Regions from separate parts of the Mus musculus genome. Here regions 1 and 2 are each linked to region 3. The links are chromatin contacts, called in public Hi-C maps. All regions are on one chromosome and are shown on one strand. The core of a region is the stretch at or near the end of the contact, and the rest is flanking DNA. Distances in the headings are between cores, read along the strand shown.

Region 1 (4,486 bases), core at 586-3,085, 2.0 Mb after region 3:
CTGAGCACATAGACATTTGTTCCCCTGTTCTCCCCTCTCTCTCTCTTTCTCCCAGCTACCCTCTGACACGGTTGAGGCACTAAAATGCCTCAGCACAGTAGTAAAACCAAGAGCCAGTGGTATTTCTCAAGACTATCTAGTCAACCAAGATTCAGTATTTCTGAGCAGCCAACACAGTGCTAAAGCATTCTCCAGGGCTGCAAAATTCCAGGTCAGGAGACGAAGGCATTGAGACAGGGCAGCCACAGGGACTGCTAAATTGAAAGCTGAGACTTTCCCCTCCTGACAGGCAGAAAAAAGTTGCGTTAATAAGGAGAGGAGCATTGGCTGGGAAGGGACTCATCTTATCTAACCCATCGGCACTAAAATGAGTCAATCAAAGTCTGGAAAACCTACAGTTGGCAAATGTGCCTTGGCGGCAGAATGATGGTTGAATATAGGTTAAGTAAGACATAATTTGTAGTCAGTCTGGAGAAAAGGCTGGCAGTGGAGAAACAACAACAAAAACAAGAGTGACAGCCCATGGGCTGCATGGCACTGGAACAAACTAGTTATGACAAGGGTGGGGAGAAACTGAAAGCACAGACTTCTGACATGAATATATATATATATATATATATCAGTATAGAGTTGAAGAAATGGGTGTCTGAAATGGAAAGAGCAAAAATTTATGTCTTTTTATAGCCAATAATTCATACAGAGTGATGAATTTTAAATATTAATAGTAAGAAAAATTTGAGGGCATAAGGTTGGAGATGAAGGGAGATGATAAAAATCCTGTAAATTTTTTTTTTTTGGCTCAAGGACCAAATTTAGAAAATTAAATCCAGTAAATATTCTACCTATAGCTGGCAATTCTTATCTAGTTTATTATCTGCCCTGGAGCCTTCCTTCTGCTTCAGAAGCAATACACTCCTTCAGCTTAACACTGATCATAATTTGGAGCTGGGAAGAACTCAGTTATTGCATGGACTCGAATGGTCTCCCACAAATTTTAAAAGGGACAGAGACTGTTTCTTTAAAGCCACAGGTCACCTGTGCATTCTCTCCTTCAGCAAGCCTCATCACATCTGTGCATGATTTGAAATTTTTCTATATTACTAGAGACAAGAAGAAAACTCTTCCATCCTGGAGCTGCTATTTTCCTATTTTGATGACTCCACAGAGAGTAGGGAAATCCTTTCCCCCCTGACAGTCCCTTATGATGTCACCCTCAATGAAACAATGGCTTATGTCACAGGCTTCCACAGGCAGAAAGTATGTGTGAAATGGGAAGGCTTTGGGCGAGGAGAGCCCCTCAATATCTCAGATGATGGGGGGGACAAGAAACTCTTGCTGGCTATCAGGGACAGGTGAACTTAATTTTTGGTTCACTATCTAGTTCAGCTTTAAAGAGCATCTTGAGTGTCAGGCTTGCCCCTCTAAGCACTGCACTCTGCCCCTGGAAACTATAACCAACTTCTAACTCCTGGTGGTCAAGGTATACCAAGCCTGCTTACCCAACAGCTGCTGGGCAGCCTCCAGCACATTCTCAAGGCACCTCAGAATGTGTCCACATCTCTCTAGGGGATAGATGCTAACTTCTTCCTTCTCTTTCTTCCTTTGCCTCTGAAACAGGGCATCAGACATGCCTATATCCATGTGGGAGCCTGATCCACTGCTGTTATAGCCAATCGTTGCATAGAGAAAGGAAGGGTCAGACACAGGCAGACATGAAATGCTCAGACCCCAGAAGCTGTAGGGTGGCAAATCTCACTCCTCCTGGGTCCAATCTCACAGGCTCTCCAAGCCCACCTTGCTGCCTGGCAATTGTAAGGTGACAACAGATGGCAGGAAGGACACCCTGGGGCTGTGGACTTTGACAGGGACTGGAGTGAGTTTCAGAGACTAAGGTTTCTAGGGCCAGAGAGAGAGTTTTCTGCATCACAAAGCTGGGGAATACAAGGGCTGAGAATATATGACTTGCATTCTAACAGTTTCTCCCTCTGCTGGCCTAGCAGCCTTCGGTGTGTATGGTAGTAGGAGGGGATGCTTAACCTTTCTCATTTCCTTTACCTATCAAATGGTAACCATATGGCAGCCAAACTGGGAAAGTCAATGTGAAGGTTAAATGAATTAGTATGTGACACATGTTGGGTTATGTGACATTGATGGGCTATTACCATCAATGGGAACAGATAGGTTTCCTCAAAACATGAAAGGACAATGACGGCCTTGGGTGAAACCGTGGCAATTATGCCTTTGAGCCTCTCTCCTTTCTCAACAAATTCCTACCACTGTCACTACTCTTCCCAAAGCGCTGGCCCAAAGAAACCTGTGTGCCCCAACCATCCATCCTGCCCCAGTGCATACTGCTGAGAACAGAGCCCTAAAGCTGACCAAGCAGCTTCCCTGCATTTGCAGACACGGCTGTCTCCAGCTCCTCCATCCTCCTCCCAACCTGACCAAAAGTCACAGGGCTGGGAAAGATCAAGGCAAGGGTCCTGTTCCAGAGGGCAACTTAAGAGCTATGTCACCTTCCAGAAATTCCAAGGCCATTGTACCTGGCATGACAAGGATGGTGGTGTGGGGAGGGTTTAGTTGTCTGAGCAGACCCCCATCACTTTCCTCTGCTCCCACAGAAAGAAATGGAAGACACTGGCTGCCTCCCAGTGATACAGACATTAATAATGAGTAACAAGATAATTGCTAAGCTACAAGACACACCAGCTCACAGAATAGTATGGCCTCTATTACACACACACACACACACACACACACACACACACACACACACACACACACACCTTATTCAGGCCTTTTATCAGCATGCTGATAAAGAGAGCACATTATAGCAGCAGTGGGGTCAGAGAACAGAAAGAGGCCTCATACCACTTCAAGAGTTTGAAGAACATCCGATAATGACAAACTAAATAGGACTTCTAATACACTTGAAAGCTATTCATTTAAATAGATTCTTCCACCCCCCTCAGTGCTAGTTACTCTGTAATCCAGATAGATCAGGGATGGCTCTGCTGAGAGATAAGAGTCCAGCATGTGAAATAATTTCATCTCCTGAGCCAAGCTGGGAGTATCACTTAGCAAGCGTCACATACATCCTACATGTTCGTTCATTCATGGTTGGTCTTTTCTATCCCCTACAAATCCCATTACAGACACAAACTTGGGTCAACACATATTGTCCTGGAGATTTATGTTTTCTCCCTGCACACTCAACTCTGCACATGGCTCACACATTCCATTCTGCGTACAGCTTCCACAGTGCATGTGAGTCCTGGCAAGTACACCAAGACACTTCAACAAACCCCGACAGAAGGTATGCCAGCAGGAACTTGTTCCATTTCCCAAAGTCTCGCCATATCTGCAAGAAATGTGTCCTGCTCTGTGCTGTGAGGGATCAGAATGGGCACACTAAGTCTAGAGGGCTAAGCTCCGCATGCCCAAACTCATAGTCAAAGTTGCGTCTCCAATACCTCTGGAGAGGTCTGCACTAAGATACAGCTATTAGAGTGATCGTTAACCTAAAATGAGGTCATCTGAGCAGATCCTAACCAATGTGACCAGCATCCTTATAGAAATAGACTCACATAAAGAGAAGAGATGGTCAGCTCTGTCAAGGAGATAGGTATCAGTAGAGACCAATCCTACCAATCTTAACCTCGGTGCTTCAGCCTTTAGGACTGTGGGGAAGTACTTTTCTGTTGTCTGGCCGAGTCTATAATATCTGTCTTGGCAACCTTAGCACATGAATACACTAAGCCAGGAGGGAGTTGTTGCATGGTGATTTGTAGACTCCCCAAAAAGGAGGCTCATCACATGTCAGTTTCTGCAAACAGACATCACACCCACCGACAGGAGCATACACTCCCGTCTCAAAATGGGGTGGAAGTGGATAGAAGATACACTGTATCATCTGTTTCCTTCTTATGCTTTAAATTCTGTATCTACCATAGTGTATAACAGTTCAATTAATCATTCAAATACCAGTACTCCCCAGGTATCTAAAATTCATACACAAGTGATCATAATCAGAGCAGCACATATAACAGCTGTTCTGGAACATTGTTCCATTCCATTGCTAAGACCTGCCAGTACATTGTTCTACTGGTACTCCCAAGAATCCTGTTGATATGATGCTGTCTACAACTAGTATCCTAACCTTGGAATTGAAGAGTCTGAAGCACAAAGACAGCTGAGAAGGTGGCCAGGACAGTTGACAACTGGAATACAAGCCCCTGACATAATCATGACATGAACTGAAGTTCTTTTCAGTTGCACAAGTATCAACGTATTTCTTTTTCTTCTACGTGCACCATGGTAGGAGATGCTGGGAAGTACCAGATCCTTCCTGGAAAGTGCCTACATGGTCAAGGGCAGAGCCTCCAACACTCCTGGCTCTCCTTGGCCATTGCTACAAGCATGTCAGAAATGTCCAGTGTCAGGTGTGAGTTTTGAAGCAGGGAGTAAAGAACAAGGCACTTCCTGA
Region 2 (4,568 bases), core at 155-2,654, 1.9 Mb after region 3:
TTTGAACAGTTCTTCATCCTATGATCCCATGACTGTCCAGAAGAGGTGACTAGGTTCATTGCAAACCATAGCATAAAGTCTGCCATTAGCCAGGATGTGCCACAGCATAGGGCTGCTATGCACTTGAAGGGCTTGGGAGGTTCTTGACAGGAGAGAGGGGACAAAGAAAGAGGGAGAGGAAGGGAGTATCCCTGAGAAGTGTGTGTTTTCTTTGCACTAACCAGACCCTAGGGTCTCAGGCTGCCAAAAAAGGCTCAGAAGAAAACATTAATTCAATACCACACATTTAATTACACATGAAATGGAATGTCCTTAAGCAGAAAAGAATAACTTTCTCAGAGCTCCAACTGTGAGTTTTTGAAGTGGCAGAAAAAAGAGGTCCAGCACTAAGTCATGGAGAGGCAACATTCTGCCAGAAAGGCAAGACCTTTGTCCTTACCATGGAAGGTACTTCTGCTGCCCCCACACTTCTTCTAGCCCTCTGGTTTTGTCTCTCCAAGAATCTTCAGTTGTTCTATGTGGTCTTATATATGAGCATCTCTCTGGCTAATGGCAGGCTTTATGCTATGGTCTGCAACTAACCTAGCCACCTTCTCATGGATAGTCATGGGGTCATAGCATGGAGAACTGTTCAAATATCAACTTTTACAAGACAGTCCCTGGATGGTTTCCACTCTCAGAGTAAGATCACCTGAAGCAATAGCAAGGACCTTTGTAGAACATACTTCTGAAGCTGTAAAGTAAAAGGAGAACTCTGGGGACTCTTTAAAATGACTAACCAAATGAGATACCAGTTATATAGGAAGGATTATGGTGCTATTGAACCCCAGTGCTGTTCATTGTTGTTGCTACCCGAAGGTAACAAAGGTAATATCCTCAGTCCTGTTTATTTAAGCACTCAGATCTTCCTGCTGTCAGCCTTCCTGCTGTCTTCATTCCATAGGTCTGGGCTTCTCTCACAACTTTGTAGTCATATGCTTTTGCAAAGCATCCCTAAAGCATTCAAGTCAAAAGACCACTGTCAAATGTTCCTGGAGGCCATCAGTTAAGCCTAGCACAGTGCCCAATATACACAAGAAACTCACTAAATAATTGATGAGCAAATGAATAAATTAAAGTCCCATCTGAAGCATGGATGTAAGCAGAGAGAACACTACAAAGAGAAACAAAGAAGGGAAGTTGGGGGAGTAGTTAAAAGGAATGAATGGGGATGGGAAGGGATCCAGCAAGCCCCGAAGAGCAGACATATTTATGTCCTGACTCCAAGACATGCCTGAAGAATAAAGATTTTGTTGAACCAGGACAGGTGTGAGCATCACATCTGAACCCTTTATATCTGACACCTCAGACTTCCAAACAAAGAGCCTCTGTGGTCTGCTCTGCTGAGAAGCAGGGAACATAGGTCATGCCCCAGGGCACATGCATACCCAGAAACTAGAGGTGGTAGCATAGGACACAAAGACAATGTGTTCTAACCAAGATGAATAAATACACAAGACACCCTGCTGTTTCTGGGCTCAGTGAAGACAGAGGATCAGAGAAAGGACTGTCTGTTCTGGGGCAAATTCCAGCTCACGTCTCCTGACACAAGTTCAGCAAGGGAAGCTGAAGTTCAGATGTGTCCCTGCTCCCAGGTGCTATCTATCCTCTGAACTGTACTGATGTGAGTACAGCTATCCACTGAGACTGTGTAGCTCCTGCCATCACCTCCATAACTACACCACACCTGTCCATTCATGCCCACTTCCTTGTCTGTGTGGCGTGCTGACCCTTCTTGTGGTGAGAACGCCTCTGGCTCTCATTAAGCAGTGGCTGCTAGAGCCAAGAGTGAAGAGCAGAGGAAGTCCCCAGGGAAAGCCATCTGGAATCAAGAAGCTAGGTGCTGAAAGATGGATCTCAGGCTCTAGCTAGGAATCTATTCCTTCAACAACTTATTCAGCCCCTTCTATCCTCCCCTGTCCTAGCCTGGAGAGATCTTTTCCAATGAAATGTCAAGCTCTCATTTAGAACACCCATACAAGAGGTGAATGCCACCCTGTCATCGCTCCAGGTACTCCTTTGCTCCAGCAGATGCTGCATCAGCTTTCCCTGCTTCTAAGGCAGCAAACTCGACCCCCAAAGTCTTTCCCGGGAGGCAGAGTTCTCGCATGCAATCACAAGGCAAAGTCATTTTGTAGTCATTCCTTCCTGCTTTAGATTTCTTAGCAAAGATCTAAACTAAGTGGGCACCTGAAGCCTTGATTTGTAAGAAATCAAATAAGAAATACTGCGGTGGTCAAGCCAGAGGACCACAGCATCTATTCATGGGATTTACCATTGCATTTGATAGCTATTAATACCCTTGCATCTGGGAAGAAATGGGGTCTTTCATAGGAAGGAAATGAAATGATGATATGAGGCCTATGTATATAGGCAGCAATATATCCCAAGGCAGAACATAAGCATAAAAATGGAAAAGGAACAGGGATGAACATTGTCTTAGAGTAAAGAAAGTGGGGGAGAACCTGTCTTTGATGGGGTAGCATTGGGTAGAAATGCACTAGACAATGAGTTCACTAAAACCAGTCTTCAGCCTGGATCTCTTCATGGGCAACATTAAGCCAATCCCCATCTCAATGAATTTCTGTGAGAGGTTAATGAGATTGTGTGTACACAGTAGTGCAACTGAAACGTATTGAGTGAGAAAATAGAAGACCAGTTTGGTCTTCCCACCTCCCCTCTGCCTGGAATTTTAATAGTCCTCCCTGATGATGACATCTCTCCAAGTCTCAATCCCCTATCCTAGAAGATAGAAGTAATAATAATAATAACATGACTTTCTACTACTACACAAAGTTCAGGTATCATTAAACAATATTTAAAAAAAGAAGTGTTCACACTGTGGAAGTCCAGTTGTGCCCGACAGAGTTTACCCTATAGCATCAACTCCTTTGAGCTAGTCTTTATTTTTAATTTAAATTTTAAAATCACTTCAGGTTTTGGGGGTTCTAGCCTCCTTTGTAGTCCAGGCTGCTATGGAAGACAAGCTCCCCCTGATTCCACTTATCTGAACTGACATCTGAGATCGAAGCTGATTGCCACCATACCCATATGGCACAATTTTTAATTGCTACTTTCAAAACTCAGATAATCTGAACCCCAAATCCCTAAACCACTTTCTTATTGTACCTTACACAATGAAAGAATAGGTGTATAGGTACAAAGACTAGTCATTCCTGGTGACTGGTGACCCATAGAGTTTTTCATCTGGGGATCTCACCCTCACTTCTAGCTACAAACATCCACTCATTCCCCCAATATGGCACTTTCCTCCTGATGCATCTCTTGATTTTCTTTGTTCTTGAAAAGATCCTTCTACCATCTCCAAAATGTCTATTTATAACAAAAAATGAGGTGTTGGTGACCTATGTCTATCTAGTTTCCTTCCCTTGTATAAGGTCAATTCGAGGGCAGCTGAGACGAAGAAACTCCAAACATCTTTGCTGTTTAACTAGAGAAGCCTCAACCAAGATGAGCTTCAATTCGATCCCTTCCTGTCAGCACTAGCACCGGGTCACCTTGGGTGCGGAGATGGAGGACACCCCCAAGGTCCCCTAGAGGACTCTCCATGTGATCTTAGGACCACTGATGAGTGGAACACAACTTCTGTTCCAATCCAATTACGTGGGACCTGAGACAGCATTAGGGAAGGAGAAAAGCTTCCTGACCAAGGTCACAAATCCCTTCTCGTCGGTGCTAGCCTTAGGTCACCTGGGTGCGGAGTCAGCGGACACCCCCGAGGTCCCTACAGGACAGCTTCTGAGGCAGACCCTGTTTCGGGCTCCAGACATCTGGGCACCTTACCTGCCAGAGGAAAGGTGTCCACCCCACCAAGGAGGGCTTTGCTGGAGCACCTGGGGACACCATCTTGGTTCCCAGATTCCTCTGAGACTAGACTGTGCAGGTGAGAGTGTGGACTACAGAAGCTAACAGCTTCTGGGACAGACCCTGTTTCGGGCCTTCATCTTCTACCAGGAGGCAGGTCCGAACACCAGATATCTGTGCACCTTCCATGTAAGAGGATAGCTTGCCTGCAGAGACTGCTCTGACCACTGAAATTCAGAGGAGAGAACTAGTCTCCCAGGTCTGCTGATAGAGGCTAACAGAATCACGAAAGGAACAAGCTCTAACCAGAGACAACTATAACAGCTAACTCCAGAGATTACCAGATGGAGAAAGGCAAAGGTAAGAATCTTACTAACAGAAACCAAGACCACTCACCATCATCAGAACACAGCATTCCCACCTCGCCCAGTCCTGGACACCCCAACACACCCGAAAAGCTAGATCCGGATTTAAAAGCATATCTCATGATGATGGTAGAGGACATCAAGAAGGACTTTAATAACTCACTTAAAGAAATACAGGAGAACACTGCTAAAGAGTTACAAGTCCTTAAAGAAAAACAGGAAAACACAACCAAACAGGTAGAAGTCCTTAAAGAAAAACAGGAAAACACATCCAAACAGGTGATGGAAATGAAGAAAACCATACTAGACCTAAAAAGGGAAGTAGACACAATAATGAAA
Region 3 (4,346 bases), core at 1,794-4,293:
GTTGAAGATGGTTGGTATTGTAGCCCCTTTGCTCTGATGGCCATGCATAAGTACCAGCCGATTAGTACAGCCTTCTTGGGGCTCATGTGCATGTTTCTCTCACAGAGCCTCTGACCTCCACTCCAGGAGAAATGGCCTGGCTTGACAAGTCCGGTGCTCTAGGTTTCTGAGACATTATGCTTCCTACCTCAGTTTCCTAATGAACTAAAGGAGGTCAGACTCTCATGGCTGAAAGACCTTGAGTTTTCCTTGTATTTCTTCATTCTCTCTCCCAGTGTGTGTGTGTACACATATATGTGCACATGTGTGAGTAAAATTTGTATGGAGGCTAGAGATCAACTTCAGGAGTTGTTCCTCAGCTGTTATCCATCTTGGTTTTTGAAAGAGTCACTTACTCAGCCTGCAGCTTGCAAGGCAGGCTAGAGAGCTGGCCAGTGAGGCCCAGGGATCTGCTCGTCTCCCCCTCCCCCATACTGGGATTACAAGTGTGTTCATGGTCATTCCTGATGCTTTTGTGTGGCTTCTGGGGTTTGAATTGGGCTTGTGTAAGCAATTTACCAACCACTGACATCTTCCCAACCAAATTATTATTATTTATTTTTGATAATTTATGGTCATGTTTATATTTATCATGTACAATATGATGTTGTGGATTGTAGCACACTGTGAAATATGGCTAAGTCTTTTCTATTTTCTTTATTTTTAAACTTAGCCTTACCCCTGTAGAGTAGGCTGGATTACTACTTACTATGTCTAAACTGGACTTGAACCCCTGATCCTCGGACCCCAGCCTCTTGACTGTTGAAACAGGAGGCATGGGCCCTCATGCTTTGTCAAACATGTGCCATTCATTTGCTGAGTAGAGAGCGCATCCTTGTTAATTTAGTTCTCGTGGCTGCCCCAAAAGGTAGTTAAGGGTTATTGTCAGGAACATATGGCCCCAGAGCATCTTGGACACTACTGACCGTACTTGTCTCTCTCATTCCCAGAGAAGAAAATGGAGGAGTAGGTAGAAGAGGTCTGATAGTCAGCTCCTGCAGCTCTTCTTACCCTCAGCACACTTGTCTGAGCACCAGCCTCTGTCGCCACTGTTCAATGTAAGGTTCCTGGCTAATTCTTTACAGTGTAAAGTGGTGCTCAACCTTCCTGATGCTGTGACCCTTGAACACAGTGCCTCATGTTGTGGTGACCGCCAACCATAAAACTATATCATTGCTGCTTCATAACTGTAATTTTACTACTCTTATGAATAATGTAAATACCTGAAAAACAGGATATCTGATATGCAACCCTCTACCTGCAAAGGGGTGCACAACCCACAGGTTGTGAATCACTGCATTAAACAGAATGGAACCAGCCATGGTGCAATGTGCACATAAATGTGTGTGCCTGTTTTATTCTTTGAGCACCCACACAGGGGTTGGGCTTCTTACTGCAGCTCTTACCTCATCTCAGGCCACATTAGAGGCTCTCCTAATTATTTGATGTTGGATAAGGAAGGAGTCCAGTTTCCTAGAATCTTTTTCCACCATGCCTTAGTTATTGTGGTATGTTCACAAACCCGATTGTCTCTCTCTCTCTTTTTTTTTTTCTACTATGACTTCTGGGGAAGCATACATTATGTATTTCACTGATGAGTCAAACATCTCCTTCAAATAATATTGATTTTTTTTTTTTGTATTTGTCACACTGCTGCAGTTGGCTTCATTTGAAGGCAGCATGGCAAGCCACATCCATCACCATGCTGGTTTAAAATGACACGTATATCCATTTATTGAGTTCTTAGCATGTCAGACACTGTGTATGTTTAGCCCGAAAAGGATATTTCGCAATCCCCGTCTCAGTAAGTGGGGTAACTGAAGTCTGGAAGGCTTAAATAATTTATTCAGGCAGCAGGCTTTAGGGTTTACCTGACAGTCTCTTCCTCCCAGTGAGCTAAGCCCCATGCTTCACCAGGAAGAGATTAAAGAGGCTAGGTTTACTTAACCCAAAGAAGGAACAACGAAATGTTGAAAGGAAGCTAAGTAAATATTGCTTAAGTATCAGGAGAATTATCTTGGAAGACCATGTGTTACTTAAGTCAGAAACATCACACGGTCCACTCCACATAACGTTTGAATGGGCCCCGGTGAGAGATGCTAAAACACCAGCATGTGTGTGAGGAGCCTGTGTTTGCTGCTTCGAGGGTGAGCATCAGGCAAGGCTGATGAATGGGGGCATGAGATCCGGGAGCGAGGAGCAGGAACTGGAAGGATTACAGGCTCCTATTACGTCATGCCACATTCAATTTGGCATATTCCTCTTTACTTTCTTGGCTTCGAGTCCGGTCTTGCCTGCCAAATACTTACGTGCTTTGCATAAGTGCATAAGTGATTTTAAAAAGTTTAAGTTAAAAGGTTGCAACTGTGCCGGTTGTCTCCTTTGCCCTCCTCAGCCTGATGCTGCAAGGAAGTGTGGGCTGAGTTGCAGACAGTTGTTCCTGTAGTTCCTCTTCATGCCATGTGGTGGTGCTGTTCTTCTAGTTATCTCGACCATTGCTAGTCCAATATTTATTTTCGGTGAGTAATTTGTTTATCAGGAGGTTATTTTAATCTAATTTTGGCCATATTTGCTAGCGCACACTATCTGTGCTTCCCAGCGTTAGCAGCTTGCATGTCTTGAAGGAAATTATCTGAAGATGGTCTCAGAGGCATTTGCGCAGCCATTATTTAAGGGAGGTGGGAGGAGGCAGGGTGAGTGGAGCCTGGGGTTAGAACAGCGGATGGAATTTGTTGCCTTCCAAGTGGTGTTAGCATGACTGAGCAGGATTGACAGAGGGCGGGGACATCCCAGTAGCATTTTGCAAGCTGTCTCTGCTTGACAGCAGCAACGCTGGTTGTTAGGGTCGCTAGTCTCCCAGACCCTTGTGACAACTTGTAAAGGTCCTAAATTGGTTTGGGAGGACAAGAGTCTTCTAGTTCTGCACCCTCTGCAAGAGGCCCTTCTCCCAATCTGATGACATCTTTAATTAACTGCTACTGCAAGCTGCCTGTGAGCTGGGGAGTGGGGGAGGTTGGAAAGAGCGTGACTGTACCAGAGCAACCACCGCAGCATCCACAGCGTGACTATGGTGATGAATAGCGTGCTGGACACTTTGCTCACGTTACATTGAACTCTTTGTCCTCACTTACATAATAGTCATAGTACTATACCTGTCCTACATGCCAAGAAGAGGTAGTTAGCACAAAACAAAGACTTGCTGAAGTCCCACAAAAAGCACAAGGAAAGCTAAACTTTACCTCAGTTGTGACTGCTTCCAAAGCGTCAGATTTTCATATTTCTGGTAACCTTCAGCAGGAGTCAGGAACCCTGGACTGAGCCATAGATTGACTATGCGATCTTAAACATGGCCTTAGGTTGGCTTGCAGTAAGTGGAGGGTTGTAGGCGGGGCTTGATGCTTCTTTGCAACAGAATCTAACGTTTTCATCACCAAAGCCTAAGTGTGAATGACACATATTTGGTAGGCACAATGGGGCTCAGGTTGAGACCCCAGTTAAGAACAGCTCATTTTTTTCTTTTGCTTTCCAACTCTTGTTAGACACTGAGAAGTTTCCAGGGACGTTCCTGAGGGTCTGGAAGAAATCAGCCTTGGAAACTTCTGAATGAATATCATCGTGGGGTGTGTGGGAGCTTGACCTGTTGTTTGCGATTACAGCTTCAAGATGGAGTGACATGATGCTTTCTGTGGGAGGCTGGAAAAGTGTGTCACACTTCTCTAAGTAGTAAAATAATAATAATAATAAATGGTAATATAATAATAGTAATGATAGTCTAGTGATATTTGACCCAGAGAAAGCCAGAGTCTTGTATCCATCAAGACCCAGTCCAGTCATTTTGCAGTCTCTTAGAATTAATGGGCCTAATTAAGCAGTTGAATTGAACCTAAGTTGTTGAGGACAGTGGGGTTGTTATCCAGTGACAGGAAGGTAGGCTAGTGAACCCTTTCCTGTGATGGTCAAACTCTTCGGAGGTGACCATCCTGGGTCTGAACAGAGCTGTGAATGGCGCTGATAAGATGTTCCCGCTTGACACAAAACTTGGCTAAAACATTATTGTTGGCATGCCGCTGTTAAGTCGGGTCAGTTCTTATGCACAGGTAGCATACTATCTTTTACCACCTCTATCTCCAGGGCTTCCCCTCTATTCTAACATTTGCCTGCAAGTTTGGGTCAAAGTGTCCCTTCGAAAAGACTGTAAAAGTGTAAAAGTCTCCAAGTCATGATGAAGATGGTATACATGTGATATAATTGCATCAGTCATCATAAGGGCATGATATGGTGGATATCACTGTTTACATAGTGATCAT

Evidence for each region. A called contact is a pair of places that touch in the nucleus more often than the background predicts.
Region 1: a Hi-C map of the N1E-115 cell line shows a contact between it and region 3, with 4 times the contacts expected there. The contact joins two enhancer-like sites. A contact is called at or near these places in 3 of 484 Hi-C or Micro-C datasets (the N1E-115 cell line, cerebellar granule neurons and cerebellum) and 1 of 115 datasets of contacts at active chromatin or transcription factors (astrocytes).
Region 2: a contact with region 3 is called in a Hi-C map of neural progenitor cells, with 2.7 times the contacts expected there. The contact joins two enhancer-like sites. A contact is called at or near these places in 3 of 484 Hi-C or Micro-C datasets (neural progenitor cells, palatal mesenchyme and uterus) and 1 of 115 datasets of contacts at active chromatin or transcription factors (astrocytes).

What each region holds. Positions count from the first base shown.
Region 1 is chr7:78,376,671-78,381,156 of GRCm38.p6, forward strand. All of the region lies in intron 11 of Ntrk3 (neurotrophic tyrosine kinase, receptor, type 3), which reads right to left. Among named protein-coding and RNA genes, the nearest start is that of Gm39038, 200 kb to the right of the region's middle. Within about 2 kb of position 1,836, at least 5 of the 459 cell types and tissues checked have an H3K27ac peak or open chromatin away from gene starts, as enhancers often do. A contact at or near this core is called in the N1E-115 cell line, where this site is marked.
Region 2 is chr7:78,268,222-78,272,789 of GRCm38.p6, forward strand. The region is part of intron 12 of Ntrk3 (neurotrophic tyrosine kinase, receptor, type 3); the gene reads right to left. Among named protein-coding and RNA genes, the nearest start is that of Gm39038, 300 kb to the right of the region's middle. Within about 2 kb of position 1,405, at least 9 of the 459 cell types and tissues checked have an H3K27ac peak or open chromatin away from gene starts, as enhancers often do. A contact at or near this core is called in neural progenitor cells, where this site is marked.
Region 3 is chr7:76,390,573-76,394,918 of GRCm38.p6, forward strand. The region is part of intron 6 of Agbl1 (ATP/GTP binding protein-like 1); the gene reads left to right. Among named protein-coding and RNA genes, the nearest start is that of Gm30774, 24 kb to the left of the region's middle. Within about 2 kb of position 3,044, at least 108 of the 459 cell types and tissues checked have an H3K27ac peak or open chromatin away from gene starts, as enhancers often do. A contact at or near this core is called in the N1E-115 cell line and neural progenitor cells, where this site is marked.